Linked DNA regions of Drosophila melanogaster: region 1 is linked to region 2. Evidence: chromatin contacts called from public Hi-C data. All regions are on one chromosome and are shown on one strand. The core of a region is the stretch at or near the end of the contact, and the rest is flanking DNA. Distances in the headings are between cores, read along the strand shown. Region 1 holds the start of lwr (lesswright). Region 2 holds the start of Pi3K21B (Pi3K21B,).

Region 1 (6,893 bases), core at 1-2,500, 240 kb after region 2:
CAACAAGTGCTCGACTGCACATTTGCTGGGAAATCCTTTCCGCTTTAAAATGCATAAGCTTTTACAACTAATAAATTTTTATTGAAATTACATAGGTTTGTACGTAGTACTCGCGATACAAAATAGCCCGTAGAATAATCGGCACCTGCACCCAGAATGGAAGCTGAAAAGAGCGTCGAATTCTGGGTGCCACGTGGCCACTTTGGGCCTCATCGAAAAATTACAGGACTTATTTGTATTTATTCAGATGGTACATGCTGGTAATTAAGCAAGTGCAGAACATTAAAAAATTAGATGCTTCGGGCCGCGGGGGCTATCCAAAATTAGTCGATTCTTTAAAAGTAAGTAGACGTGGAGAGCATTCCAAACAAACGCTTACCGGCTAGATGTGTGTATTTGTTAATGTCTATGTGGTAAAGGTGGTTGGCAGGAGCCCGACTACTCAGTGGCCGCCATGGCGCGGGCCTGGGCACGCACGCGCTTCTCGTACTCCAGTCGGTTCTGGCAGTAGATGGTGTAGGCCTCCGCCTGGGCTGGGTCCTTGATGTTCGGCTCGTTGAGCAGGTCCTGGATGCCCAGCAGGATTTGCTTGATGGTGATGGCGGGGCGCCAGTCCTTCTCCTCGTCCAGCAGCGACAGGCAAACAGTGCCCGAGGGATAGACGTTCGGGTGGAACAGCGGCGGTTCGAACTTGCACTTGGGCGGCGAGGTGGGGTAGTCGTCCTTGAAGATCATGCGCAGCTTGTAGAGCCCGCCCTCCCAGGGGGTGGACTTCTTGCCGGGAATGGCGCACTCCCAGATCATCAGGTTGAGGGTGCCGTCAGGGTTCTTGGCGGGTCGTGCGACGAACCCGAATGGGTGATCCTTGCGCCAGGCCTTGCGCTCCTCCCCCAATCGTGTAATAGCAATGCCGGACATGGTCGTCGCTGCTTGCTCGCTTCTCTACTGCCGCCCGAACGTGTCCTCGAGTCCTGGATTTCCGCTAGCAGTCCCACTTGGCCTTTTTTGCACGCGCGTCTGTCTGCGAATGTGTGTGTGTGGGTAAGTGGCCTACGAGGGGCTTTGTCGCCTTTTGGCGCGCTAAGTGCAAGAGCACCTACCTCTCTGTTCGTCCTTGCGTCTCCAGTGGTTCCAAGCAAATTAATTATTTGCAATCGCGGGGGGAACTCGCGCTTTTCGCAATTTTTACCGCAATTTTTCAGGAATGAACGCTTGTGCTCGCTAAAGGTATAAGTTTTTCTACACAAAGGGTCTCACTATGCGGTTATCGATATTTAGTGTGGCCGTGGATAAACAGTGGTATTAAAATACTGACTTTTTCAAAGCACTTTTGTATTATGTTTTAAATTTAAAAATTCTTTGGATTTTGGTAAGCTCAACTTAAAATGTATTAGGTTTTTCTCTTAAGCCGTTACATTCCTAAAAACCCTCTACTCAATACAAAACTAGTTTAATTAAACGTTAGAATTAAAATTTATTCGCATTACTGTTTACACAAATTACTGCATTAGTTTTAAGAAATGCAATGTAGAATTCGTAGTCAAAATTGCACTGTTTACAAAAATTGGAATATATTTGTATCTAAACTGTTCTTAAACATATAAGCCTCCTGTGCGGAGCCACAGAAATATTTGAAATACATATTTAAATTGATTGCGGTAAAAAAGTCGAGGGAACATTTTCTACAATTGTAACCTAACCGAACTAAATAAGATTGTTGTGCCTGGCCAAGGAACGTACATAACTAACTCAGTAAGTGAATCGTCTTTTGTAGCGGTGTTAGTCCATATGAGCTATGGACTGCGGTAGATGGAGAAGCCATATCGAAACGAAAGGGAGCTTGGCTAGCTGCAGAAGACATTTACGATGGAACGAGTGGGGATGTTGTTCGGATGTTGCGTCCTCCCGGCTCTACTTGCCCTTTTTCGACTCCTTCTTTTTGCTGCCGGACGAGCTGACGCCCTCGTCCTTCTCCTTCTTCTCCTTCTTTTCGGGCTTCTCCTCGGGATGATCTTCATAGCTGCAGTGGGGGCGAGAATGAGTTAGTTTAGTTTCAAGTCGAGCGCCCAGCGCAGTCCACACTTACGCAAAGAGCACCTTCAGCTCGCCGCGGATGAGGGCCACCAGGAGGGGCGTGCCCATGCAGGCTGGCACCAGGTAGAGCAGAGCCGGCTGCGCATGCTTGAACACATGCATCACGAAGATGGTGGCCAGCAGGCCAAGGAAGTAGGCAATCAGCGTGGAGTAGAAGTAGATGCGCGTCTTGCGCTTCTTGCTGTCGTCGAAGCGCAGCAGCAGAGCGATGAAGATGCCCGGAATAACGATGTCGCCTAGTCCCAGCATTGCGAAGTTCGAGGCGTTCAGGCCGTTCTCGATCAGGTCCTGGGGGAACACTAGCTTGATGGGCGCCTCGAAGCTCTTGGCCACGGTGACCATCACGTTGGTGCCGAATACCCAGAAGATGTCGTAGAAGAACAGGCCGCTCAGCAAGATGACGCCCGTGACGAAGTTGTTCAGGTGCAGCATCTCCACGCCGTTGATGGCGAAGGCCAGACCGAACAGATTGTTGGCGATCCAGTGCTTCTTGAGCAGGTACCACACTCCGATCGCCGAGGAGATCACCAGGCAGACAATGTCGTGCGTGGAGAACTTGTAGTTAACGATGTCTTCCTTGTGCTTGCCCTCCCCCTTAGTGAACAGGATGTGGAAGGGCACCTTCGGCACGGCGGCGGGCATCAGCGAGTTGATCACCGGACTGAGCAGGTGCGCCAGAGCAATAACTCCCAGCACGAAGAAGTAGCCGGTGAGCAGGTAGTTGATGTGCACCTTCTGGAAGATCTTGAAGAACAGGTACAGCCCGAAGAGGGCTGCCGACGCGATCAGCGGGAAGTACATGGCGTCTTTCTTGGTCATCGTGTCCGCCTTCTCGCCCGTTGACTGCAGGGAGTGGGAATTACGGGAAACATGTTAATGCAGCTTCCGGGCTGAGTCTGCTTCACATACCTTCTTCAGCTTGTGCAGCTTCACGGAGCGGATGGAGCCGAAGATGATGGGCAGCATGGCCATCACCACCAGGCTGCTGTAGGCCACCGCCATGCCCTCCGGAGTCGAGGGCTTCTTCTCGCCCGGCGCCGACTCGTTCTTCGGCGCGTTCACATTCTCGATGATGCCCTTCAGCACCTCCTTAACGGTTCCGATGACTTCCTCCGCCATGCTGTGCTGTCCAATCCAATCCGTTCCTGAAAATCGCCGGCTTGCGGGGGTGAAAAGCGAAATGACACGCAGCAGCACACGTCAACAATCTGTGTTATCGGTACCGCTGGTCATCGTCTGGGCCTATCGGACGCACCGCAGTATACCAAAAATATACCACCCTCTGTGGTGGGGTCGCACCGCCACCAAACTCCCGAAAAATATACCAAAACGGTTGAGATTCAAAACTGATAAATCTGATTTGAAATTAGTGAATCCCGAACTTAGTTTGTGAAAACCTGCTAGCTTATCGAGCTAATTGTTCACCAGTTCTCCTCAATTTATTAATCATATGTTTGGCATTTTTGCGAAACAAAAATAAGTGAAATGGATTTTTAAGTTTATTTTATGCTGATATATGTAAATGCTTTTGAATTGATTAAGTTCTTAAGAGAACTGACTCTCGAACCTCCCCGAAGTCAGTACATGTGAGCACGGCTCCCACACAAAACCCAAATATGTCGGCTGCTGCTTTATCTGCTGCGTCGGCAGAGGAACACCGAGATATCGGAGGAGCCTCGGCCATGTGCCAAGCCGCAAACCGAGCTCAGTTCCCATTCAGATTTCGAGAGCACAGCACCGTACATCCGAAACAAAGGCGCGCTGAACAATGACGACGACTCCCAAGATAAAGGCACCAGTTTCCGGTCCTGGACTGCCACTACTGCTGCAAATGCTAATGGGGATGCTTCTTATGGGGCTGACTTCCGTGCCAGGCGCCACTGGTAAGTGTTTACGGCTCCGGAGTTGCATAAGCCGCTGATAAGTGTGATCTCGAATCCCCTCCAGCCACCGCGGACCCCAAGAACGCCAATGTCAAGGCCCTGGATCGCCTCCACGCCGGCCTGTTCACGAACTACGACAGCGATGTGCAGCCGGTGTTCCAAGGAACCCCCACGAACGTGTCCCTGGAAATGGTGGTCACCTACATAGACATCGACGAGTTGAACGGCAAGCTGACCACCCACTGCTGGCTGAATCTCGTAAGTCCAGTCCTCTCCTTCGTCCTCTCCTTCGTCTCGAGTAGCTGAGAAACCAGATAATTTCCGAGTTCCCTCAAGTTCACAACTCTGATAAGCAATTTTGGAAAGCGTGTTATCTGAACTGAACTGAAGTGTTGTTTTGTTTTGTTTTTTTTTTTTTTTGAGAGAGTACTATAAAGCTAATAAGTGTAGTGCATTTATGAATATCTGAATATCCAATCAACTAACCAGAAGCAATCGTGGTTTTCTAGCGATGGAGAGACGAGGAGCGCGTGTGGCAACCGTCACAATATGACAACATCACGCAGATCACTTTGAAGTCCAGCGAGGTCTGGACCCCCCAAATCACACTCTTCAACGGCGACGAAGGTGGCCTGATGGCCGAAACCCAGGTGACCCTCAGCCACGATGGCCACTTCCGGTGGATGCCTCCAGCCGTGTACACGGCCTACTGCGAACTCAACATGCTCAACTGGCCCCACGACAAGCAGAGCTGCAAGTTGAAGATCGGCTCCTGGGGCCTGAAGGTCGTCCTGCCGGAGAACGGCACGGCGAGAGGAGAGTCCCTTGACCACGACGACCTGGTTCAGTCACCGGAGTGGGAAATCGTGGACTCGCGAGCCCACTTTGTCAGTCAGGACTACTACGGCTACATGGAGTACACTCTGACGGCTCAGCGGCGCTCCTCCATGTACACGGCCGTCATCTACACACCCGCGTCCTGCATCGTCATCCTGGCCCTCTCAGCCTTCTGGCTGCCTCCCCACATGGGCGGCGAGAAGATCATGATCAACGGCCTGCTCATCATCGTGATCGCCGCCTTCCTCATGTACTTCGCCCAGCTCCTGCCAGTGCTGTCCAACAATACTCCACTTGTGGGTGAGTGCTCCCCATTGCCATTTCATCAGTTCAGTTCTGAAAACTAGATGCTAAGTACCCTAAACATCGCAGAATATTACCGAACTTACCGACCACTCACCGGGCATTCCTATAATTGCAGTAATCTTCTACAGCACCAGCCTGCTGTATCTGAGCGTCTCCACCATCGTCGAGGTTCTAGTTCTGTACCTGGCCACAGGCAAGCACAAGAGGCGCCTGCCGGAGGCGCTGAGAAAGCTGTTGCACGGGCACCTGGGCACGTGGCTGCTGCTCTCGGTGTTCAGCACCACCGGCGAGTCGCAGGCGGAGAAGACCAAGGAGATGGACGAGCACCCGTACGAGGAGGCGGACGAGCAGGAGTCCAGTCCGCTGGGCATCAACCACACCGAGGTGCCGGGCGCCAAGGCCAACCAGTTCGACTGGGCGCTGCTGGCCACCGCCGTGGACCGCATTTCCTTCGTTTCCTTCAGCCTGGCCTTCCTCATTCTGGCCATCAGGTGCTCCGTGTAGGGATGCTCGAGACTCAAGGCCACATCCCAAGCCAGTGCGCACTCTGAACTAGTTTTGCATTTGCGATTTCATGTATTTAATGTGTGTGCGAACTTATAATTATTTAATGATGAGACCTCGTATGGAATAAAGGACCTCTGCCGAATGTCTGCTTACAACTAGAAGCGAAGGATAACAGGCTAAGTAACAAATTGGCTCTCGTTTCCGAGTATTGCTCTGCGATGCTACGGGCTATCACAATTCCTCAATTAACCCAAAGTAGCTGGAATTACACAAAATGACCTTTTTTACGGCCGAAGCTCTGACCCCCAATAGCTGGGGGACTGGGTGGATGGGTGGATGGGTGGCTGGGATGCAGGGTGGCTCTCCGCTCTTTGCTGCGCCGCAGTGGGTGGTCCTGCGCATCCTCCTGCCCCATCGGAACTTACAACCCCGGCGACAAATTGGGGTTGCGGCGTGCTCAGTTGAATGCATTTGTGGTGGGAGTGACCGGGCCCTGGTCGTAGTTTCCCGCAGAAGATGTGGACGTCCTGGCCGGGTCTACGCCGGCTGTCCCACCTTGGAATGGAGCAGTAAAATTCGAAGTGGAGGCGGAGGAGGAGGCGGGCGCCTGGCCGGGCGAGGCCTGCGAAGAGGCCGTCGAGGACGAGGGGAATCCCAGGCTGGAGCTGTTCGAGGCGGGCGACGAGTGGTGCGGGTGCAGAAAGTGGGGCTGCCCCAGCTGGTGGTGCGGATGTGAGTGCTGTGGATGGTGGTGCAGTGGCGGCGGGTGGCGGCCCAACTGCATCGCACCGCCGGCGTGGTGATTGTAGGAACCCAGCATACTGGAGGCCGGATCTCCTCCCTGCGCCTGAGCCTGGCATGCGGCCATCAGACCGTGGAAGTCAAACTTGTAGGCATACCGCTTTCCGTGCACCTTGGTCATGATGTTCTTGTCGTAGTAGTACCTGCGAACAGAAAATGCACAAACATACAAATTTGCTTCACATCGTGAATCGCTGTGCCCGGAGACGAGAGTACCCACCTGAGTGCCCGGCTCAGCTTGTCGTAGTTCATGTTCGGTTTGGCCTTGCGCTCGCCCCACCGCCTGGCCACCTCGTCCGGGTCGATGAGCCGGAACTCGCCCGATTGGCCCTCCCAGCTGATGGCGTTCGCGTTGGACGAATCAGCGAGCAGCTCCAGCAGAAACTGCCACAGCTGGATTTGGCCCCCTGAGCCTTGGGCAACCAATCGGTGCGAGGCAGCGTTCAGCAGCTGGTACGGATCTGA
Region 2 (7,203 bases), core at 2,438-4,937:
TCCTCGTCGGAGACGTTGGCCACCAGATGGGAGCCATCCGCGGATTTGGCGGAGTTTTGGGGGTTCACGTATAGATTTTGGAGAAGCACCGTCTGCGAGAAAGTGGGTTTGTTGTGGATGCGAGAGCACCGGTCGCCGTGGCGGCAGGCGCCGATCTTGAAGTAGAACGAACAGTTCACCCTGGGAAATGCAACGCCATTTAGTTATTAATCCCGGCAACGTTAAAATAAATGTGCCATGCGACTTACTTGTCCTTTTCCGTGCCAAAAATGGATGCCAAGTACTCGGCCATGCTGGCGGCTTTACTGTGGTGTTGCTGTGGCCAAAATGTGTAACTTATCTACCCGCTTGTCTCTGCAACGCGGTCAAACTGCAATTATGTTAGCCGCCTGTTTATTTAGTGATAATTTTCAATTATTTTCGGAAACCGAAAAAAGCAGCGTCTGGTCGTATTTTGCACGGCGTTGCCAGCCTCGAATCTAGAGTTGCAAATAAAATCGATGATTAGTTATCGATATTTAGTGTTTTTGGCAGCATCGTTTTTCGATACCTCTGTTCTTAATTTAAATGTTTTAAAATATGCTAACATTTTAAATATTAATTTCAAATATTTAAATATTAATGCACTTAAAAGCCTGAGGACTTATTTTTCATTTGACTAGAAAAATTTTACAATTCAAAATAAGAAATTGAGAAAATTATTTACGCAAATAATAATATAATATAAACATAAATAAACAATACAATAAAATAACATTTAAATTCTATAAAGCTCAAGGTATTATTTATATTTGATCAACAATTTTTTTAATTTATATAAGCAATGGAAAAAATTATTTAAGAAGGCTTGCTGGTTTTGTTCCCCGCTTGAGAACGAGCTAAGTTCTAAACCGCAGTCTGGAAAAAGATTAAATTCAGTCGCAGAAGCATTGACAACCCTATCGATTGCTTCTAGAAAAGTCGGCATTTTTCGCATTTTCACCTGGCACGGCACATTTCGCAGCGTGTTTTATTAAAAAGTCGTACAAAAATACAGGAAAAACTGTAATTCGACAGCGCTATCCTCTCCCTTATCAGAAATGGACAAGGTAAGTGCCCGAGACAAAGGAAAGGCGTTGGCATTTCCAATCAAAAACCCTTGCGGTTTTCGCAGGTGAACGAACTCAAGGAAAAGGGTAACCAGGCGCTCAGTGCCGAGAAGTTCGACGAGGCGGTGGCGGCGTACACAGAGGCCATCGCTCTGGACGACCAGAACCATGTGCTCTACAGCAACCGTTCGGCGGCATTCGCCAAGGCTGGAAAGTTCCAGGAGGCGCTAGAAGATGCGGAGAAGACCATTCAGCTTAATCCCACCTGGCCTAAGGGTTACTCACGCAAAGGAGCTGCCGCTGCGGGTCTGAATGACTTTATGAAGGCCTTCGAAGCGTACAACGAGGGTAAGTTCAAACACAGCTCAGTTATATGCCATGAATCACCCGACCTAACCTCACTAACCTCGGTTACCGGCGCAGGTCTCAAGTACGATCCCACGAATGCTATACTCCTGCAAGGCCGCATGGAAACTACTGCCTCGGCTCTGAGCTTTATGCAATCGCAGGGGGATATACCCATGGACGTTGATCCCCAGCAGGCACGCAGCCGCAGGGCTCCATCGCCACCGCCGGCGAAACCGGCTGAGCCCCCAAAGCCCGCTGAACCTCGGGTAGAGGACATGACTGAGGAGCAGAAGAATAAGTACTTCGCGAGGAAGGAGAAGGAACTGGGCAACGCCGCCTACAAGAAAAAGGACTTTGAAACGGCCCTAAAACACTACCACGCTGCCATTGAACACGATCCCACGGATATCACGTTCTATAACAACATAGCTGCTGTTCACTTTGAGCGCAAGGAGTACGAGGAGTGCATCAAGCAGTGCGAGAAGGGCATTGAGGTGGGGCGCGAAAGCCGCGCCGACTTTAAGCTGATAGCTAAGTCCTTTGCTCGCATCGGTAACACCTATCGTAAGCTAGAGAACTACAAGCAGGCGAAGGTTTACTATGAGAAGGCCATGTCCGAGCATCGCACCCCTGAGATCAAGACCTCGCTGAGCGAGGTGGAAGCCAAAATCAAGGAGGAGGAGCGAATGGCCTACATCAATCCGGAGAAGGCCGAGGAAGAGAAGGAGCAGGGCAACCTTTTCTTTAAGAAGGGGGACTACAGCACCGCTGTAAAGCACTACACCGAGGCCATCAAGCGCAATCCGGATGATCCCAAACTCTATAGTAACCGCGCCGCCTGCTACACCAAGCTGGCCGCCTTTGATCTGGGCCTCAAGGACTGCGACACTTGCATCAAGCTAGACGAAAAGTTCATAAAGGGCTACATCCGCAAGGGCAAAATTCTACAGGGCATGCAGCAACAATCTAAGGCGCAAGCCGCTTACCAAAAGGCCCTGGAACTGGACCCCAACAACGCGGAGGCCATTGAAGGCTACCGTCAGTGTTCGATGAACTTCCAGCGCAATCCGCAGGAGGTCCTCAAAAACGCAATGTCCGACCCGGAGATTCAACAGATCTTAAAGGATCCGGCTATGCGTATGATCCTCGAGCAGATGCAAAGCGATCCCAATGCGGTCAAAGAGTAAGTACCCGTTTGGCTTTATTCGTTCGCTTTTTTGGGTTTCATTGGTAAAATCTAGAAATTAATAGCCCATTTGAAGTTAACAAGCAGACTTACGTTTCTTTGGTCTTATATATTATTAACAACCTGTATACTATATTTTAATTAACAACCTCTATATTTCAGACACTTGCAGAATCCTGCCATCGCCGATAAGATAATGAAACTGCTGGAGTCGGGCATCATTCAGATTCACTAGGCACTCCAGATCCACAAACGAACATCCTCATACAATCACTAACTCACACACAAACCCCATTGATAAACATTCAGGAGAGAACCATTACGCATTATTATGGCGTCTCTAAGCTGGTTAACCAATATATCGTTTTTGATGAAACGGGCCACAATTAATGCTAAACGTAATTACCTAAGAAATCACATCGCCTATTCGCAGAACGACGATAACTACCATTAACAGAAATTTAAACTAAAAGGAGAAAACAAAATCATTGATAAATGTCTGCCTAATTGATTTACGCAGACGGGTGGAGTAGGCTCCAAACGTCATGGTCCTTATTTTCTTACTACAATAAATATGCTGTAGCTTAGCTCTAAAATAAGTTTCTGTTTGTACAATAAACGAGTCACGGAAGGGTAAGCTATGATTTTGAATTTGGCGCCCAAGGGCTACAAGATGGGTAACTTACGGCTTAGCAGTCGTTCTCTAACGTTTTTCCAGGGCTGCCAAATTATTTAGAATATATTTTATATTTATACAAAGAATGATTTGCGCCAATCGCCTTTTAAATAAGAAATTTAAATGTTATTATAATGCAAAATCGCATATTTTCGGAAAAAAGCATAGACTGCAAATCTTTATTTTGAAAAAATATAATTTCGAATGAATTAAGTTGTGAAATTAAAATGATTAAAAGCAACAACCTGGCCAACCTTTTTGTAATTATAATGTGTGAAATATTTTGTATTCTTGGGCAGCCCTGTTTCCCGCGCTTACGTTATTATATCCAACCGATACGTAGTTTCGTCTTGCTCAACACTGCAAGCCGCCAGTGCTACAAAGGCCCTGCAGCTCACTCGCAGCAAGTGGCATGGCAACAACAGCGCTGTTCAACACCGCACGATTTCTACCCGAAAATAATGGTGTGCTGATATATTGTGATTAAACCCCAATTTCTGTCGTCCAAAAGCTCCGCACGGGAATGTTTTGATCCAGCTACAACTGAAACAATTGCACGCCAATTAAAAGAACCAATGAGTGGGTAAAACCACGAAAATAAGAATCAAAAGCGAACCATTTTTTTTTAAACAGTGTGTCGTAGTGTCCGTCTTATGCGTTTGTGTTGGTGCGTGTGTGCGTGCGGCTGCTAGTGTGAGTGTTCCGTCGAATCGCGAAATCGAGAATATAGAAAGATGTGCTCCATTCGCTGGTGGTGAGCTATAGCTATAGCGATATCGCGAACGGGGGGCGAGTAGTCCGCAGCCCGAAATCCAGATCCAGTTCCAGATCTATATCCATTGATTCTTTCGCCGCTGCAGCATCCGCAGCGCCAGAATTGCGACCCATTGAAAACCCCACAAGACCCACAAAAGTAAGTATTTGCGTTTCGGGGGCGCTTGGCAACAGGCCCGAGTGCGTTGAAGCGAGAGGTCGCTAGCGGGGTGCCTGGGGGCGGGAGCGAGAAGGCTAGATAGAGACCGGGACGCCAGCGATTACATGCCTCGTTTTTACACAGAGTTGTTGTTTTCGCTTCTGGTGGGGCGCAATATTTGGCCAATATTTATTAATGGATTGGGTCCCTCAAATAACGAAATAAAGGCTCATTGCCAAGACTTCGATTTCACTAGAGATTCTCCTTTTTCAGCTGTTTATGTTTCAAATTAGAGTTATTAAATGCCTCAATATAATGTCGTTTTAGGATTGGGACAATCAGATGAGATCACTTTATGTAGATACTCTTAACATTCTGGATAATTTATTAGCTTGAGGAACTGCAATCTATTCATTTGTTTTCATTTTCTAACAGGAATTGCGATTATTAACAGAAAAGGAAATTTTCAATGTAAACCCAATGTTATATTTGTTTTTACACTTGTAAACTAAAATTTAGTTTAAAAAATAGATAAAATTGCATACATATAAGATAGGGAATTTACATGAAATACTTTATCAATATTTTAAATAATTTTTTTAAATTTTAAATTAATTCTTATTGTGCAGTGCAACCCTCCCCGCTCCACTACTCGACGATGCGGCCACAGGCGCCCGGATCGCTGGTCGATCCCAACGAGGACGAGCTACGCATGGCCCCATGGTACTGGGGCCGGATATCGAGGGAGGAAGCCAAGAGCATCCTGCACGGAAAGCCGGACGGCAGCTTTTTGGTGCGGGACGCCCTCTCGATGAAGGGCGAGTACACTCTGACCCTGATGAAGGACGGATGCGAGAAGCTAATAAAGATATGCCACATGGATCGCAAGTACGGCTTTATCGAGACGGACCTGTTCAATTCGGTGGTGGAGATGATCAACTACTACAAGGAGAACTCTCTGAGCATGTACAACAAGACGCTGGACATAACACTGAGTAATCCGATTGTGCGAGCCCGCGAGGATGAGGAGTCGCAGCCGCACGGGGATCTTTGTCTGCTGAGCAACGAATTCATCAGGACCTGCCAGCTGCTTCAGAATCTTGAGCAAAATCTCGAGAATAAGCGCAACTCATTCAATGCGATTCGAGAGGAGCTGCAGGAGAAGAAGCTGCACCAGAGCGTATTCGGGAATACAGAGAAGATATTCCGCAATCAAATCAAGCTCAATGAATCCTTCATGAAGGCGCCAGCGGATGCCCCGTCCACGGAGGCAGGAGGAGCTGGAGATGGAGCTAACGCAGCCGCATCCGCAGCGGCCAATGCCAACGCTCGCCGGAGTCTGCAGGAGCACAAGCAGACACTCCTCAATCTGCTGGATGCTCTTCAGGCCAAGGGTCAAGTCCTTAACCACTACATGGAGAACAAGAAGAAGGAGGAGCTACTGCTCGAGCGACAGATCAACGCCCTGAAGCCGGAATTACAGATACTGCAGTTGCGCAAGGACAAGTACATTGAGTAAGTCCCGATTTGAAGTCCTTGCAACTACTTTTAGCTATCAATAGTAATGCAATATATAGTAATTAATATCTGGGAATGCTTTTCACTAGCCAGCTGTTTGATTGAAGTTTGGAGTTTTCAGCTAGGAAGGGTTGGAATTTAAAAGCCTTTCAACGGTTCTCGTTTGTTTCACATGCGGCTCAGTCGGCCGATCACTCATTCTGGCCGAGAGTCGGCAGCTTGTCTGACCGATATGATACCGATAATAATGGCATAACACTGTTAACGGCGACCACTTCCTCCCCCGCCCCGCTAACTCTTGAATTTTTCACGCCAGCGAGGCGTCTACGTGCCTTGCCATTCATTCCCTGGCCTGCGATTTTCTAGCCAAGCGAGCGAGCTTATTTTCGGAAAACCATTTCAGTTATTTGCTACTGCAAAGTGAAATGTAGTTCGCGAACATAAAAGCAGATAAATTCCCTGCTAAAGGGAAAACAATAACCCCCTCCGAACTGGAACGTTGGGATACCTCTTTGCCGCTTATCTTCTGAATAGGAGAGTCTTGGATTTTGTTATCCAAGTCGAAGTGTTTATCGGATCAATTTTTATTTGTATGCGCAGAAGTTCATATATATTTCTCCTTATCAAGGTCAGTGTATATGGCGGTAATTTTGAATTCCACCCAAACGTTGAGGAATTTCTTTTAAATATTAAGAAAACCACTTATCGAAAGATTCGTGGATATGCCTTCAGTTTTTCTGTGTGTTTGTGTATCCAGGTCACATTAAGGCTGAATTAACTAAATAAGCAGTTAATATACATGATTGTAAGCCGATCTCTATCCCAGCAAAAATATAAGTCGATTAGTGAGGAATACTAGTCCCTGAAATTTCGCCCAGGATTCAAGAATATTCTGCTTTGCAATATCAACTAAAGCCTTGAATTTGACTCGAGTTAACCAATGGGGGATGCTTCCCCTTTAATTGTAGTGATTATTCGTTTCTTTTGACCCATCTTCGCACTTCCCACAATCTGCGGCCGTTCGGTTGTAGGGCGAAAAACGAAAAGCAAAAGGTGACTTTCGCCTAGCAACAGGCCTTTATGCTTGGCGGGGTACGTCATCGTTGGATGAGCTTACTTGGTTTCTATGAGAATCACCCAGAGTGTTTCAGCACAAGTGACAGCTTGGGGAAGTGCCAACTGGTAGGAGGCAAGGAGGCCTCTAGATAAGGTTAGCACCTCGCTAAAGATAGCAACGCTTATCAGACGTACTTTTTTCAAGCTTCTTCCTTTCTATATACCACCTAATTGCGCCTGTGTATCTGTGTATTATTCAGGGCTGCTTTTTGCAATCTCAAGGTTTTTAGCTCTTGTGTCTTTAAATTTGCAGAGATTAGGCGACCACCGTCATAAGATAAAACACTCCGAGTGTCTTCCCCTTCCAATTTGAGCCCAAGCTCTGATTAGATAAAGGTCTTTCGCCGAGTGCCTTAAG

Evidence for each region. A called contact is a pair of places that touch in the nucleus more often than the background predicts.
Region 1: a Hi-C map of the Kc167 cell line shows a contact between it and region 2, with 2.5 times the contacts expected there. The contact joins the promoter of lwr here to the promoter of Pi3K21B in region 2. A contact is called at or near these places in 7 of 107 Hi-C or Micro-C datasets (the Kc167 cell line, the OSC cell line, the S2 cell line and 2 more).

Annotation. Positions count from the first base shown.
Region 1 is chr2L:541,330-548,222 of dm6, forward strand. lwr (lesswright) reads right to left here and starts at 1,251. Exons shown (of 3, transcript NM_001272904.1): 1 at 1,101-1,251; 2 at 380-1,021. The coding sequence starts at 918. The coding sequence ends at 439. Spp (Signal peptide peptidase) reads right to left here and starts at 3,324. Exons shown (of 3, transcript NM_078720.3): 1 at 3,004-3,324; 2 at 2,087-2,937; 3 at 1,457-2,020. The coding sequence starts at 3,213. The coding sequence ends at 1,912. Ets21C (Ets at 21C) reads right to left here. Exons shown (of 4, transcript NM_001298618.1): 2 at 6,649-6,889; 3 at 5,204-6,571; 4 at 3,596-5,150. The coding sequence ends at 6,085. nAChRbeta3 (nicotinic Acetylcholine Receptor beta3) reads left to right here and starts at 3,800. Exons shown (of 4, transcript NM_080359.4): 1 at 3,800-3,977; 2 at 4,042-4,235; 3 at 4,487-5,114; 4 at 5,236-5,767. The coding sequence starts at 3,863. The coding sequence ends at 5,624.
Region 2 is chr2L:294,193-301,395 of dm6, forward strand. It overlaps Pi3K21B (Pi3K21B,), which reads left to right and starts at 3,688. Exons shown (of 3, transcript NM_001272888.1): 1 at 3,688-4,211; 2 at 4,841-5,726. The coding sequence starts at 4,870. Stip1 (Stress induced phosphoprotein 1) reads left to right here and starts at 930. Exons shown (of 4, transcript NM_058006.4): 1 at 930-1,088; 2 at 1,154-1,436; 3 at 1,512-2,619; 4 at 2,785-3,257. The coding sequence starts at 1,080. The coding sequence ends at 2,857. U2af38 (U2 small nuclear riboprotein auxiliary factor 38) reads right to left here and starts at 489. Exons shown (of 2, transcript NM_001272885.1): 1 at 249-489; 2 at 1-180. The coding sequence starts at 292.